Regions from separate parts of the Hordeum vulgare genome. Here region 1 is linked to region 2. The links are chromatin contacts, called in public Hi-C maps. All regions are on one chromosome and are shown on one strand. The core of a region is the stretch at or near the end of the contact, and the rest is flanking DNA. Distances in the headings are between cores, read along the strand shown.

Evidence for each region. Hi-C and Micro-C count contacts between places; a contact is called where the count stands out from the background.
Region 1: a contact with region 2 is called in a Hi-C map of seedling, with 1.6 times the contacts expected there. The contact joins the enhancer-like site here to the promoter of LOC123405955 in region 2. A contact is called at or near these places in 3 of 6 Hi-C or Micro-C datasets (leaf and seedling).

Annotation. Positions count from the first base shown.
Region 1 is chr6H:514,817,307-514,820,006 of MorexV3_pseudomolecules_assembly, forward strand. No RefSeq gene overlaps it. Among protein-coding and RNA genes, the nearest start is that of LOC123405714, 17 kb to the right of the region's middle. Within about 2 kb of position 1,300, at least 3 of the 3 cell types and tissues checked have open chromatin away from gene starts, as enhancers often do. A contact at or near this core is called in leaf and seedling, where this site is marked.
Region 2 is chr6H:514,708,992-514,711,691 of MorexV3_pseudomolecules_assembly, forward strand. It overlaps LOC123405955 (polyadenylate-binding protein 2-like), which reads left to right and starts at 1,413. Exons shown (of 6, transcript XM_045099463.1): 1 at 1,413-1,571; 2 at 1,677-1,770. The coding sequence starts at 1,467. LOC123405954 (24.1 kDa heat shock protein, mitochondrial-like) reads right to left here and starts at 1,125. Exons shown (of 2, transcript XM_045099462.1): 1 at 773-1,125; 2 at 103-669. The coding sequence starts at 1,007. The coding sequence ends at 254.

The DNA.
Region 1 (2,700 bases), core at 50-2,549, 110 kb after region 2:
GGCTCGCAATTCAGAACAAAATCTGGACGGTGGACAGATTGGCCAAGAGGGGGTGGCCAAACTGTGGCCCTTGCCCCCTTTGTACGAGGGAGCAGGAAACCGTCGAGCATCTCCTCATCAAGTGTTGCTACACGATGAGGCTATGGGGCTTGATGAAGGATTGGCTTCAAATGGTCAGCTCGGATGTCTGTGGTTCGGCAAACTATAGGAGCATCAAAGATTGGTGATTTGACATGGCCTGCACCCAGAGGATCCATGGAAGGCCGATGTCTTCTCTCACTATGCTGGTTTGCAAGATAATTTGGGATGAAAGGAGCACAAGGGTTTTTAGAAGCAAATTCACACCATCAACCATCCTTCTCCGCACCATCCAGGGCATGGCGAGACTCTAGGCTATTGCAGATGCGAAACATCTAGGGAACATTCTGCCGGTAGAGTAGCGTCTTTTTTGTGTGGTGTGGGTGTTTTTCTCTATATCACGTAACCTTGCGAGACTTCTTCCTCTCTTAATTAATGAAAAGGGCAAATCTTTTGCCCCACGTTTAAAAAAAATGTTATCCAGACACATAAAATTTGCTCGCGTGGAAGTGCATATGCATGACCGAGACAAGACGGCAATGCAAGTTTGGAGCCATTGCATGGGGTCCTCTTTCACAGCTCTATCGCTCTTTTCCAGCGCTCCACCGACGTGCATCTTGGAAAGGTACAGCTTTTTGCCCATAATGACCTCTTTGATGCATCCTTCTGGCCCTCACCAGCCAAAAGACCTTGACTCTTCTTGTCAGGGACACAATAATTACCAGTTTAGCGTGCACGCACAAGCATGCTACGTACTACTCGTACTAATAATAGTGTAACCTGTACGGGTGATCTGCAGTTAGCTTGCATGGCTACCTGCCTTGTTTGGTGCTGTCTCCGTTCATATGTTTTGGATATTTTAACGTCGGTTACATACAAACTAAAACGAGTGAACAAACACGCTAATACATGTCAATGTACATCTGGTTTACAACAAAATTGGAACATCTTATAGGAGTATTTGTGAGCGGAGTGAGTAGAAAATTGGGATCGTTCACTGCGCTGAGATGGAACGAGCCCACAATGCTCCGGCAGGCGGTGGTGGCAGCCATCCGTGGATCGATCAAGTTGCGACCTGTGAGAGGCAGGCCTGGAGCTGGAGGTACATGCACGCATCTGTGCATTGCATGGGCACAGGGAGATGCCGCTAGCCTGCACTGCAAAGACGCAGCTTGCATCCAAGATTGCTAAATGCTCCTGCAGCGGCCAGGGGAATAAATGGGCATTCAACTACTGGCCAACCGAGCAGGGCCACCCAGGATAGTGGTTCAGGTAAACCCCTCCCCACATGCTGTGCAGCTTCCTCTTTCTCTGGTGTGGCCTGTGGGCTACTCCGGCAAATTTAAGCTACGAAAACTTCTGGTCTCTGAAGCTGCATATATGTATGTATGTAGCCTAAAAATGCTAACAAAACGTCAGTTCGTCAGTGAAGCCAAGCTAAGCGGTAGCCGGTAGGTGCCCTAAAAGGGAGAAACATGTGGCGTTGCCTACCAAGCACTGTAATTACTAGTACTGCACTGCACTGCACTACCATTATCATGTTGCTCGTCGGCAAGCTAGCTAGCTAGAGCTGCCGCAGCCAGCAACGCCATGCATGCATGTTGCCTTGACGGTTTCACCCACCACGGAAAGATCGAGCGGGAGAGAGAACTCAGAACCGGATCGACAACAAGGGGGGTGAGGTGTGCACGCTACAGCAAACGCGACGCCGCTGATGGGGACTTGAGCCCTGTGCGGTGTAATGCAGTGCAGTGCAGTGCAGTGCACCAATCGATCACGCGGGTTTCAGCTCACATGCCGAAGGGAATCCGCCCATGCCTGTTTTTCGAAATGAGACAAGCAGGCGCTCTGTTAAGCCTGAGCTTTAGACTGTGCGGTCAGGCCGCCCGCCACCATTAGGCAGCACCGCAGCGGACAGCAGTGCAGCACAGTGGTGTCACCGGCCGAGTGAATAAACATATGGTGGCACGACTGTTACGGGGGGCGATCACGGCCTCACGGGCGGCATCACGGGGGGCTTTTCCGGTGGGAAAATCTGCGCTGCCTGTTACGCCGATTTATTAGCACTGTGTGCCACGAACATACAACAGGCAAGGAGCTGATCAGTCTATCTTTAATTGGCAGCTCACATGTTTCCTTACATTTTGTCACGCCCGTTGAAACATTTATACGTTACTTCCTCCGTTTTCAAATATAAATCTTTTTGTTATGTGTGTAGACATACTTTAAAACATATATTCATTCATTTTTTATGTGTGTAGTGCGTATTGAAATTTCTAAAACGTATTATATTCAGGAGTATTTCTAAAACGACTCTGTCAATCCGCATGGCGACCGCACTGCCCAAACGGCGAAAGGATTGAGAAACAAAATGCCGAAACTGCTGCAACACCGAGGAAGAGAGCATCGAGGCCAGTCGTTTCGCTTAACCGCAACTCACACCATTATTTACCACCAGCCACCGAGCATTTCTGCTCGCGCACTCTGGACCATCACAAATGATGACTCGCTGCAGAGCCTGGAGATCGGTTGGTCTCTGGAGACGGATAAAAACGGGGCAGGGCAAATCAGAGCAGCAGTGGCAAATCGGAGCAGCAATGTCTGAAAAATGCTTTGAAGACG
Region 2 (2,700 bases), core at 163-2,662:
GGTACGTGCCGGACTCGGGCGCCGCGGTGCACACATACGAATACGATCTGCATTTTGTTTTATTTTGCGGCGAGCTGCATATTTTGCTTGGGAAGGAAGAAAGAAGTTAAAACCGGGCATACGGTTTGGTCGATTCATACTCGTACACGTACAGGCACCTCAGCACGACATGACCAACAGAAGAAGAAGAAAAAAACTCGTGACATTTCGGTTTATTCGACGGCGCTAGCTAAACTTTCGGGCACGCTGGTGTCTAGTCGACGTTGACCTCGTAGACGTCGGTGCGCTTCTCGACCTTGGGCACGACCACCCTGAGCACGCCGTTCTTCATCTCGGCCTTGATCTGGTCCATCCGGTACACGTCGCCGGTGAGCTCGAGGCGGCCGCTGTACCTCGGCGCGGCGAAGCCGTCCTCCTCCTCGGACTCCTTCTCGCCCTCGCCCTTGATCACCAGGCTGTTCTGCTCCGCCCACACCTTGACGTGCTCCTTCCCCAGCCCCGGCATGTCCACCCGCAGCCGCAGCGCGTCCTCGTCCTCCTTGGCGTTCCACCCGAGCCGCAGCGGCGCCGCGCGGGCGCCGACGGGGGCCCCCGCCGCCGCCACGTCGTCCATCATGTTCAGCAGCCGGCCCAGGCTCTGCGGCGCGCTGAACGGGTCACGGAACACATCTGCAACCAATTCACCACGAAAATGATACTGTAAATTACAGCAGCTTGGCCACGCATTCGTTTCTGCCGCAATTGGAGCTGCACGATTTGAGAAGACGGCTACCTGAGAAGAAGCTGGGCACGGAGGCACCGCGCTCGCGCGCGCCGCGGCCGCCGTGGCGGGTGTCTTCGAGCGCCTCGTCCCTGTCGTGGCTGCGGAGGGGCGCGCCGGCGTTGTACCCGCGGACGCCGACGGAGACGGCAGCCGGCCTGAGAGCCGGGCCGGACGACGCGGCCAGGAGGTTCTCCATGGCGCGCACCAGCGGGATCCTGCTGGAGGCCACCACCCTTGAAGCCATTCTCCACGCTCTCCCTTCTCTCCCTGACTGTGACTGTCTTGCTCGGATGTTTCTGGATTTTGCTGCCTTGGCACGACGCAGATCGCCGGGAACTGTGGGAATTTATACCAGCGGCGTGGCTTGGGGAATGATTTAGAAGGTTCGCGAATGCCCCGCCGCGCAGCTGCGCGCTGAACTTTTTTTTTTTTTTGAGAAGCGTTCTGAACATTCCAGAAGGAACGGGAATGCATCCGTTCCCCCGAATGCCTGGGCCCATATACCAGGCCCAATGGGCATACAGTCCATTAAGCATCTCACCCAGAGCGACCGATGATAGTACGAGGCGCACATAACACTAAAAAAAAGTACGAGGCCCACAAGCCCAGCTGAAGCATAAGCGGAGTACCGGGCCCACCCGCTCCGCCTCCGCCTCCGATCCCAAATCCACCCGAGCTGGGTTTAGATCGAAGAGAGACGGCCATGGACGAGGAGGAGCACGAGGTGTACGGCCAGGAGATCCCCGTGGACGGCGACATGGAAGGCACCGACGTCGACATGGCCGCTGCCGGAGACGACGCAGCAAAGGTTCCCCCTCCCCCCACCCCCCGTCCCCATCCCTCGGATCCCTGTCTCCGCGCTAAACCCTAAACCTAGTTTAGTTCTGACCGTGCGCTTTCCCGCCGGCTGCAGGAGCTCGACGAGATGAAGCGTAGGCTCAAGGAGATGGAGGAGGAGGCCGCCGCCCTGCGCGACATGCAGGCCAAGGTCGCCAAGGAGATGCAAGGTTGTCTTTCTAGATGCGCCTCCTTGTACTTTTTGCGATTTGCTTAGGTTGGTTTTAGCCGTTTTTGATCTATCTGGGGATTCCTCGTGATGGTCTTGTAATCTCACACACACTAGGCTATCAGGCAATTTGATGAACTTGAGATTGTTACTCATAAATCTGACCAAATTATTGTTTTTGTCCATACTGTGCGCAACTGTTGTAGGTGTTGTTACTAACTTTATGTCCCATTATTTAGTGTTACAACAACAACAACAAAGCCTTTAGTCCCAAACAAGTTGGGGTAGACTAGAGGTGAAACCCATAAGATCTCGCGACCAACTCATGGTTCCGGCACATGGATAGCAAGCTTCCACGCACCACTATCCATGGCTAGTTCTTTGGTGATGCTCCAATCCTTTAGATCTCTCTTTACGAACTCTTCCTATGACAAGTTCGGTCTATCCCGACCTCTCTTGACATTATCAGCATGCTTTATCCATCCGCTATGCACTGGGGCATCTGGAGGCCTGCGCTGAATATGCCCAAACCATCTCAGACGATGTTGGACAAGCTTCTCATCAATTGGCGCTACCCCAACTCTATCTCGTATATCATCATTCTAGATTCGGTCCTTCCTTGTATGGCCACACTTCCATCTCAACATGTGCATCTCCGCCACACCTAACTATTGCACATGTCGCCTTTTAGTCGGCCAACAATTAGCGCCATACAACATTGCGGGTCGAACAACCGTCCTATAGAACTTGCCTTTTAGCTTTTGTGGCACCCTCTTGTCACAGAGAATGCCAGAAGCTTGGCGCCACTTCATCCATCCGGCTTTATTTCGATGGTTCATGTCTTCATCGATATCCCCATCCTTCTACAACATTGACTCCAAATAACGAAAGGTGTCCTTCTGAGGTACCACCTGCCCATCAAGGCTAACAC